Regions from separate parts of the Gossypium hirsutum genome. Here all the other regions are linked to region 1. A link is a contact called in public Hi-C data. All regions are on one chromosome and are shown on one strand. The core of a region is the stretch at or near the end of the contact, and the rest is flanking DNA. Distances in the headings are between cores, read along the strand shown. Region 1 has its middle 9.3 kb from the start of LOC121218899. Region 2 has its middle 3.6 kb from the start of LOC121218935. Region 3 has its middle 18 kb from the start of LOC121218935. Region 4 has its middle 32 kb from the start of LOC121218511.

What was found. Hi-C and Micro-C count contacts between places; a contact is called where the count stands out from the background.
Region 2: a Hi-C map of leaf shows a contact between it and region 1, with 1.6 times the contacts expected there. The contact joins two enhancer-like sites. A contact is called at or near these places in 3 of 34 Hi-C or Micro-C datasets (all in leaf).
Region 3: a Hi-C map of leaf shows a contact between it and region 1, with 1.9 times the contacts expected there. The contact joins two enhancer-like sites. A contact is called at or near these places in 3 of 34 Hi-C or Micro-C datasets (callus, leaf and petal).
Region 4: a Hi-C map of leaf shows a contact between it and region 1, with 1.6 times the contacts expected there. The contact joins two enhancer-like sites. A contact is called at or near these places in 6 of 34 Hi-C or Micro-C datasets (anther, callus, cotyledon and 3 more).

What each region holds. Positions count from the first base shown.
Region 1 is chrD06:20,823,107-20,825,806 of Gossypium_hirsutum_v2.1, reverse strand. No RefSeq gene overlaps it. Among protein-coding and RNA genes, the nearest start is that of LOC121218899, 9.3 kb to the left of the region's middle. Within about 2 kb of position 1,291, at least 2 of the 9 cell types and tissues checked have an H3K27ac peak or open chromatin away from gene starts, as enhancers often do. A contact at or near this core is called in leaf, where this site is marked.
Region 2 is chrD06:20,750,945-20,753,644 of Gossypium_hirsutum_v2.1, reverse strand. No RefSeq gene overlaps it. Among protein-coding and RNA genes, the nearest start is that of LOC121218935, 3.6 kb to the right of the region's middle. Within about 2 kb of position 1,319, at least 2 of the 9 cell types and tissues checked have an H3K27ac peak or open chromatin away from gene starts, as enhancers often do. A contact at or near this core is called in leaf, where this site is marked.
Region 3 is chrD06:20,728,823-20,731,522 of Gossypium_hirsutum_v2.1, reverse strand. No RefSeq gene overlaps it. Among protein-coding and RNA genes, the nearest start is that of LOC121218935, 18 kb to the left of the region's middle. Within about 2 kb of position 1,297, at least 2 of the 9 cell types and tissues checked have an H3K27ac peak or open chromatin away from gene starts, as enhancers often do. A contact at or near this core is called in leaf, where this site is marked.
Region 4 is chrD06:20,704,606-20,707,305 of Gossypium_hirsutum_v2.1, reverse strand. No RefSeq gene overlaps it. Among protein-coding and RNA genes, the nearest start is that of LOC121218511, 32 kb to the right of the region's middle. Within about 2 kb of position 1,260, at least 3 of the 9 cell types and tissues checked have an H3K27ac peak or open chromatin away from gene starts, as enhancers often do. A contact at or near this core is called in leaf, where this site is marked.

The sequences.
Region 1 (2,700 bases), core at 42-2,541:
ATCTTTTGAGTTATATTTTATAATATTGTTGTATAAAAAAATTGGAATAAACAACCTTCAGATTATATAATTTTTTGTTAGGTGTTTAATTTTTTTTCAAAAGACGATCTAAACTATAATTTTATAACTATTATGGCCTGGAAAAATTCTTTCAACTAATTAAGAGTTGATACATGACATTTTTAATAATATTAAAAAAATTAAATTGAATTGAATTATTATTTAATAATATCTCTCACACACATCTTCACATTTCTCTCTTGTTTTATTCACAGCTCCAAACATGATAAAAAGGTGTTGGTAAAAGTGTAAGTAATCCCACATTGTTTAGGAAAAAACTGCAAATGGATTATGAGTCTATATATACACATATCCCAAATTTCACATCGCTTAAAAAAACAAGAAAAATAAGACTATGAGTCTATATAAAGACATATTTTATAAGTTTTATTTTTACATTAATAAGTGACATCAAGAAATAAAAAAAAATATTTGTGTTGCCACAACGCTTTTAGTTAGAAGTGCTTTTGTAAAATCAATCTACTCCCATAAATTTTTCAAAAATTGATCATTTCTGATAAAATTTTTTTGACATTTTTAAGTAATTTAATAAAAAAATTATTTAAATAACATTTGAGTATTACATGCATAAATCTCATAATATCAATTATACAATACGCATTGTATTTTCCTTTCGTTGTTTATTTATTTAGAGTATTTATTTATTTATTTATTTATTTAAGTGTTCCTGTTGTCGTATAGGATTGTGAAATTTGTAGGGTCATTATATGTAATAATTTTTGCCAATCTACTAAATTTAAATTTTAACTATAATTTTTTTAATCAATAAAATTAATACCAAGTTTAGTACTATTTAAAAATTTTACTTAAATTTGACTCATATTTTAAACGGGTCTAATTTTTTTTTATAAATTTAATTTTAAATTCTTTTCCTAACTTAATAACCTGAATCTTCAATAAGTCTAAAATTATATAATTCTTTTTTTTTATTTTCCATATTTATTAGTATGAAATTAATGTTGTACATCAGACAAAACGTTAACTATGAAATATTCCACACAAACATACACAAATTCAAGCTGATAATCAGATATAATTTACCCAACACAATATATATATAAGTAAATAAAGTAACAATAAGTAAAAAAAAAGGTGAGGCTTTAAATTAAAGACAAAACATACTTTTTTTTATCAATAGTACTTATCTTCTTTCCCTTTCAAAAAAGAACAATACAACCAAAATAGCAAATGACATCACCCATACAAATGGGGTACATTATGTTACCAATAATTTCATACAGTTCTCATATATATATTTTGTATGTATATATCTTCACTTTCAAAAAAAGAAAAAGAAAAACCCAAAACCCACCATGTTGATAGCAATTTTTGTGCATTTTCGTAGTGGACAATTTCACTTTTCTAGACATCAAATAATTGCAAAAAAAAAATCAGAAATGAAGTTTTTTTTTTCTAATGAATCATCTTAGATCTCTATATACATGCATATAAAAATACATGAATCTGAAGAAACAAATTTCCCATCTCTTACAAATGTATATTATGATGGAAATAGTTGGAACCCCACACAAAATCCCATATCAGACACCAAAATCTTGAAGCCCATTTCTCCCATCTTTTTATTTGATATTTGCACGCGTTTTCTGTATCTGTATAGATTTATTTGTACGAGAAATGATATCTATTGTTCACCCCATTGTATAGCTGTGAGGTTTGAAGAAGCTTCTTGTTCTTCTTCCAACCCAAAAATTTTGGCCCCATTTCTTACTCCCTTTTTATGGTCTTTGTCTTGTTACTGATTATTTTTCTTTCAATGTCACTCACTCACTCATTGATTTTATTGTATTTTCTTAACTTTTTTCTTCTCTTAGATGATAATTGGGTTTGTTTTACTATTCTTTATAGGAAACCACACATGTTGGGGGATTTTGTTTCATTTGTAAAGTTCTTCAAAATATTTTAAGGATGTAATTTTTAATATAGATTTGATGTTTTTAAAATTTGATTTGTATTTATTAATATTTAAAAAACAATTGTTCGCTTAATTTATTTTTAATAACTCACCATCATTTGACTCTCTAACAGTGTATAGAATAATAGATATTTTTAGTACATCAAATATTTCCATGAAGAAAACGGACACTTTTTTTTTCGTTAATAACCTACTGATAGAATGCATTAGAAGTGGTTCAAGCAACTTTTCAGTACAGATAGCAAGCGGGCGAGTTCAGTCGACCTCAAATTGAGTTGTTTTAGGATTCAAATCTTTTTATTCTTCAATTTTTTTGGGCTCAGATTAACTCTAGCTCTGTTTTTTTTTTTGAAAGCTCAAAGTTTTAAAGACTCAGATTTTTTTTATGCTCGATCTCTTTTGGGTTTAATTTTTTTTTAAATTTAGATTTTTTTCGAATTTGAATTAGTCTTATGGATTTTGATAAATTCAAATAATACTTTTGATGTTTTACAAGTTATAATTATTTTTATAATTTGCACTGCACATCATATCATCTATCTCATTATAGTTTATTTATGCGAATATCAACTTTATAAAAAAATGATGTATATAAGCATTGTGATCATCGTTACCATTAATAATTTAATTCCTTATCCATTTCATTCAATTTACTTAAAATAAGTTTAGTATAATTACTTATTTGA
Region 2 (2,700 bases), core at 70-2,569, 72 kb after region 1:
CCCCAAGCTTATTCCTAATTAAAAATCTATAGCAATTAAATTTTTATAATTTAGTCGCTAGGCTTTCATTAAGCATAATTTTAGCTAAATTACCTATCTAAATTTCAATTTGTTTATACAATAACTCCATAAATATTCCTATTTTATATTTACGGAGTTGGTTTATAGAAACGAGGTTCCAAAACCGCAGTTTCTAGTACCACTAGAAACCGAGTCATTACAACTCTTCTTTTAGGTGTAAACACCCCTAAGTGTGAAAACATTCTCAAGATAATGAGGGGCCCACTTGGTCATAACAACCTTGTACTAATCGAATAAATAACAAGATAGGCCCCACTATGAATATCATTTACACAATTGTTTGAACTGAGTATTTATCCTGCCACGTCTAGCTAGTGCACAAGAGAACCTCTCAAATACTCTTCCAAGTATGAAGAAGGGATCAATTTTATAGCCCCTAATTTACTCTACCCAAATACTCTCTCTCAACAATCAGCCTGTCCTCTTGTTCCTTTATGGCTCTCCATCTCTATAGGTGAACCAGCCTCTATAGAACCACCATTTACTCCTTACTCTCCTCCCTTGTTGTAGCCTATATCAACAATATATATAAGTGCCTTTATATAGGTATCTTCTGGACATTCATGGGACGAGTCAAGGGTTATTGTGGACATGTTTGCTTCTATGTGCTTCTTAAGTGACATGCCATCTTGCCAAAGTATTCAACCTACATGGTGGTGAATAATTAGGAAAGGTCTTTTCTCATTGTCTAGTAGAGACCTTCACGAGGTGTGTGTTTGGTGGGGTTTCCAGTAGAGGATGGTAAAGGACAATAAATCTTGGCTAGATTTATAGCCAAAGACAAACTGTAAAAGGGATACAAATTAACTTAATAATTTTTGTTTTAGTAATTTTGTTACAAGGATTAAAGGTAAGAGTTATTTAAAAATTGAATTAGATATTAATATTATTTAAATACTTGAATATATGTAAGTTAAATTGACAGCTCAATTTTGATTTTTAGCATCCACATTTAATTGTCGAATTTTACCGTGGCATTGGGGGCAATTTTTTTTTAAATCATTGGGTAGGTTTGATTCATTTGATGGCACATACTTGGCAATAGCCTTAAGGGGTACAAAAGCATAGCTAGAGACAATAGATATCAACTTCACAAACTTGCATGACAACTCCTAATAAAGCATTAAAAACCCTTCTCTCCCCTTCCCTAAGGACATATATTTTAATGCCTTGCTGTTAAATATGGAAATGGACTCTGGACCAGAACTCATAACTATAGTCGACAGCGATACCTCACACTTTCAATAAAAAAAAAAGAAAGATAAAGAAGAAATTGCATCTCCTTCGATATGACCCCATCAATCCATCACCGTTTCCATGAATCTAAATTCTTTTAAATTCCTTTATATATTTATAGATAACTATCTTTTATGTGGATGAGTTGTCGAGATATGCCTGCTTGGAGTGCATTACATCGTAGCAACGTCCAAGTGGCGTGGAAATTAATAATGGAAGAAGATATCTAGCTAAAAACAAAAGGGGAGGGAACGATGGGATCATAAATATATATATACAAAAATTTACTTATATATGATTATTTATCAAGCCTTCATTAAAATGTCTACTGCCATGCATATTGGTCAGTAATAAGTCCCCACAAGAGCTTATCAAAATTAAAATATCTATGACTATTATATGTATATAAAATATGGGGATGGTCCCCCATGTATTGATTGATTCTATTTCCTTTGGGTACTCCTTTTCTCTTTCTCTTTTTTTTGGGGGGTTGATTAGATCTATACAATGAAATATCGTTTTTTTTTTTGGTATTTGAAAGAAAATTTTACTGTGACTCTTTGTTAACTGTCGTGTCTAAAAACCAGGTGTTACTTTTAAAAATATTAAGGGTTTAGGTAGATAATTAATGAAGGAATTTCATGTTTTAATCATATTACGTTGTTCTTGGCTGGCTCCGTTTATAGACTTTACTTGTATGACCGTTTGGAAATTATAAACATAAATATAATCGCACAATTGGATTTATTTATTAAGCTATTTCCTTTTCTTTTTTTATGGAATGAAAGGGAAGGAGATTTGTGGAATGGTTCATTGGCCGAGAGTCATAAAGAAGATTCTCAAGGTTGAAGAAGATGAGAACTAAGATTAGAGGAATTTAAAAGCAACATTTATAGATTACATGCTATCTCTTGATTGGTGGGTTGTTAATAAAGTCTTATAGTCCAGTTCTTTCTCATTAGGTTGATGATGTGATTTGATGAGGCATGATTATTGGGTATATGTGCGACAAGTAACAATAATCTTGTTGGTGAGCTTGGAGAGGCCTGCTGACTTGGCGTAGCCTTTTTCTTCAGCGAGATATAGCCTAGTGAAGTACATCCAACAATTGTTCCCCCATTAAAGGGAAGGTTATAAAGTGACCTCTTTTAAGAGAAAATGGTATTGGTGAGGTACTTAGAAGTGTGGTGTAGTGTTATTGTTGCGTGTAAATAACGTAAATGTACAAGTGTACATGTCGATTCAAGTAATATAATGATGAGAGAGTATCGTCTCCACAAGGATCAGAAGTTGATTTGAATTGGTAAGTATAACTGAAGATTTAAAGAATGAAATCCTGCAAAAGGAACAAAGTATAAATTGGTGAAGGGAATTAATGATTGA
Region 3 (2,700 bases), core at 48-2,547, 94 kb after region 1:
ATATCTCAAATAGTTCAATTGGATACATATCCTTTTATCCATCATATCCATCGGTTTATTCGATCCATCTTTCTCTTTTAAATTTTATTTATTTATTTATTATTTTGAATATTTATTCTTAGTTCTTAAATTTCTTCTTTTAGTGTTTTCGTTTTCTTTAATTTCTAAATTTTTCTATTTCTTCTTTCAAGTCAGATCCAAATCTTTCTTTTTCGAGTCGAACAACTTGAGTACGATCCTTCTTCTGGTCACTCCCTTATCAGTCACCCAAGCATTAAATCTCTAATGACGATTAGCTATACATGCCACATCATGTTTACACTTTCATTTTGGTCACCCAACTTCTAGGTTGATTTCATTTTGGTCACTCAAAAATATCTTTTTTTAAGTACGGTTGAGGTAAAAAAATCCAGGATTAAAGTGAAAAGTGGTAAAAACTAAAATAATACTCAAAAATTGTAAAATTTTACCTGTTTATCTACGGCTGAAAATTCTAAAATTCTTTCTTTTTTTAACATTGACATTTTAAATTTCAAAACATCAAAATAATTTTTTTTTTAAAAAGTTGAAAATTTTTTATCCCTTGATTATGTCAAACGATTTGTTACTAGAATGTTGAAATTAATTAATTTAATCTCCTAAATTTTAAAATTTTATTTTATGTTTCTAAATTATTCTTAATGAAATCAACTTAAATAACTCATATTTATTAATTTCCTATGAAACTTAAATTTCTTTTGATTTTATAATATTGATTCTTCCATGCTAAGTTAAAAGCAAATGAAAAATTCTTACAATTAATTAAATTAATTGCTTGGTCTTGGTTTAGGTAAAGAAGTGATGTAAACAATTATGAGTTTTGATAAGGATTTTTCTTTTACTTTTAACTTAGCATGAAAGATTCAAGATTATAAAATCAAAAGAAATTTGTGTTTCATAGACAGATATTAAAGATGAGTTATTTGAGTTTATTTTTAATTTAGAAACATAAAAAAATTGAAATTTTATAAGGAGATTAAATTGGGTGACTAATGGGATAGTTTACCCAAAAAATAATACTTCAACCATAATAAAAGTGATACAATATTGACTTTAATAATTCAACCAAAACGTTTTGAAATTTAGGACCAAATTAAAATCTAAGTTTTAATTTGAGAACATTGGTGCAATTAACCCATGTGTGTGTGTGTGTGTGTGTGTGATCAACAAACTGTTCTTAATTTCAACGTTACCGTAGAGATGGAAAAAAAATAGAAGCGAGAAAAGAAGCAAAGAATCTTTGAAACCTCTCAAAGCTATCATTTCACTGATCCGTTTCAATTCCATAGAGGGGCCCCCATGTCATCAACTTCGCTAGCTTTCAGCCTCACATAAAGAATTTTAATGCATTTAAACGGAGAATTATATATATATTTATTTATGACCAAAAGCATTTGAAAAATGTAGAGCCTTTGAATTATTAAGATGGTGATGTTTAAGTCGGTAAGGATAAAGTTAATTTGCATGATTTCTACTGCCTATTAATATATATGTAGGCTCTTATGATAAAGGGCGTTGAAATATGTTGCAACTAAGAGTCATTGTCTAATATCACATTCACAAGATATTTCAACGTTGTCGCTGTACTGTTCTTTTCCAATCATCTTTCAACAAAAATTTCCAACACTTCCTTTACGACTTTCATTTCGTTGGTTGAATCACATATTATCACAAACTTAATCTGCTTTGGCTCTCTCGTGAATCTTAAAGATTGAGATTTACATCATACAATTCAAGTATTATCTCTTAATAAAGTTTTGTTTCATTACTTTTTCATGAAACCTAATGAATTTACAAAGTGGAAATATCTCATGGTACCTAAACAAGTATAACCCAATTTTGTCCCCTCAACACTTCCCTGCACTGGTTTTATACATTACAAATATATTTGTATTAATTACATACAGTTGTACGCTATATAAAAGAGAGATACCAACTCAAAGTCATTTCTTCTTTTTTCATTTGTGATGCACCTTACAATCTGTCTTTGAAATAAGGCCATTGAATTTTTGTTTGGTTTTTGTGAAAGATTCCATCAGCCTCCTAGTTCTGCTCCTCCTGTACTTTCAGCCAAACAGTAAACCTTGGAGCTTTGGTCCACTAAAAGTAGAACAAAAACCATGACAATCTACTGTAGCAACAAAAGTTATTTTTCATTTTTTCCTTAAAATTTTGGCCAATACCCACCCCATCTTTCATTTTCCTACCAAAGCTATCAGTATCATTTAGTATAATCATGACATAAATATATAAACTTGTCTTAACTTTACATACATACATACAGTTACATTGGTGTTATTATGATTGGAGCTGTGACCGTCAGCTTCATAATCAAAAACCCTTTTCCGTAGTTGTCATCCACCGCTCAACAGACTTATATACAACCCAAGATGTTGGCCAAGTGTTTACACTAAAATATATTATATATAAGAACGTTGCTAAATTGTGATTTTTATCTTAAATTAGTTTTTAAAGTGCAAAATGATATTGATATTGCATCAATCAAGTTCTTTATTATTAAAATCATTAATTTAATTGTTGAATTCTTATTTGACATAATTTAAAATAGAAATTTTAAAGAAAAATAAAACGTTACAGTTAAAATTAAAAATAAAATAAAACTGAAAAAATAGAGAGTTAACGATAAAGGTATTGCGTAAG
Region 4 (2,700 bases), core at 11-2,510, 120 kb after region 1:
GTTATTAACCATGACATAGAAGAAAAATAAATATAAAAAATATATTTAATAAAATAATATTTTGATTTTATAATATTAGAATTTACCATACTACAATGTAGATGAAAATAATAAATATTTAACATATAAAAATTATATATAAAATATATATATCAAAATATTACATATTTATTAGTTTATCTATATAAATAAAAAAGTTATTATTAAAAATATGGATTAAAAATAAAGAAAATATATGCATTAAAAATAAAAATCGAAGCATTCGAATCTAGGCCATTTGAATAAAAACACCAAAATTTTAGTATTTTTAGAGGACGAAAAGGTTTAGGTAAATTTAAATATAAAAGTTTAAATAATATAATTATTCTTATGCAAGTATTGTTTGATTGAGTTATTTCACGAAAAATTTTTGATAAATTTAATGATTGAATTGGTGTCAGTTAATTCGTGATATCAAGCTTGATTAAAATTAATAAAATAACTTTTCATATTTTATAATTTTGGAGGTGTTTGCATTTATCTCTAATTGAATATAATTTTTATTGTCCTAAGACATGTCTAAGGATTGAGCTACTTGTCCAAGCTTGAAGCTCGCTTAATAATTGGAAGGGTTTTGTCAAAAACATTAAATCCAAAAATTTAACTAAAGTGAAAAATATAAATTCATTTAAAATATGGATCAAACTTGAACCCTAGTAGTCAATGCTCAAACTAGGCCCAACTTATTTTGTAATTGTATAATATATTATTTTCTTTATTTTTTATATAGTATGTAATTTATATCATATGAGAATTATATATAAAATATTTTAATGTAAATATTAAAAATATGTTTAAGCTCATGTTTAAATTTTAAATAAAATTAAAATATAAAATTTATTTAATATAAAAAAGAACAAACTAATATAACCGACTTAAATGGGTTTGGGCTATCTTGAAATTTGAGGCGTATATGGGGATCCGACATGAACAATTATATATGATGTTAATTCCATATATGGATTAGGACCGAATATGACTTGACCATGAACACCTTTACATAAGTAGATAAATTTTATTCAAGATGGGCCATTCGGCAAATTGGTGGTCTTCCATTTTGGGGAAATGTCGATGATGAATATATATATATAGTAGAAGGCAAGACAAAATGTTTAAATAAATTTCGTCGGTATCGAAAGTTTTTGAGAAGTTTGCAATTGGGCCCTCAAACAGACAGTTGACTTCTATCAAACCGAAAGAAAAGGGCCTACGCGGCCACATGTGCGGTGGGCCCAAGATAAGGCCCAACAACATCCACATACTTCTTGCTTTGGACTGTTAGCCGTCCGATCATAAGAATCACATCACTTTTTTCACGACGTTGATGTTAGTGAAATTATATATATATATATTAGTAATAAAAATAGAGGGATTAAATTATATTAAATTAAATTTAAAAAAAATTAAAATTTTAGCATAATAAACTAATAAAAAGAACTAGTGAGAAATTACTAATTGCATATTTCTACGTTTTGGGTTTTTGATATAGTTGTAGGTTGTTGTTTTTTGTATTAAGACAAAACATTAACAATAATAGAATTAAATTATGTCAGAAAATATAAAAACTAAAATTTTAAATTAAATATAATATAAAGATTCTATTATTGATATTTGTCAGTTTGATAATATTATTTACTATGCTCTTGAAGTGATGCCACGACCTTTTAAAAAAATAAAAACAATGTTAAGAAACCATATCATCCATTTAACACTAACAAGTAGCAGCTTACTAACATTACAAAAAATCAAATTATACTCCCATCACTACAACCTTAATATTACATTTCAAGTTTCTATTTCATATACGAACTATCAACAAGAAACACAACTACATCTCTCAATACAATTTTTCATTATATATAATCACAAGTATTTTGATTTGATTTACGACTACAACTTAATCTTTTTTTCTAAATAAAAAGTAAAATCTCGTGTTTGTTTGTAAAAGGCAGGCGTCAACTTGAATGTGTCACTGAGCAAATATCTTGAACAACGTAAAAATATGCATAGGTTTCTATAATAATAATGTCAGCTAGTTTTACGGTCTAGCAGATAGCCATATAATCCTATTGTCGGATTGGTGTTGCATAGGAGACAAATCAAATTAGACCCATGTGAATGTCCAGTTAAAACGACCTTACTCCATTAGATATGGTACTGTTTTTTTTTACCATTTTTTATCACTATCTTACAACCATCAAAATTAGTCCTCATTATCCAACTTCCTATTTTTCCATGTTTATACTATGTTTCTATTTTTATTTTGAAGTTATAACCCATCCAATAGAAACAACTATTATAAGCATTGAATTAAATAATTAATTTAACAAGATCTCATATATTTATATACGTGAGACTTAAATTTAAAAATTCAAAATTTTATAACTGTAACTTTATCATGAAATTTAAATTTTATTAGTGATTTAATTAATATAATTTAATTTAACATAATTTGATTTTTTACTTTTGTAATATCATTATTTGGTAAAATGTTAGATCTATTTTTTTCTCTAAAAAACACTCCTTTCAATTTATTATGTTGACATGATTTTTTTTTAATTTTTAATTTTATGTTTGAAAGGATTAAGAAAGCTATCTGTAATAGATGTTAATTATTTTAAATTAATTGATGATAATATAAAAGTAAAAGGGGAAAGTGTA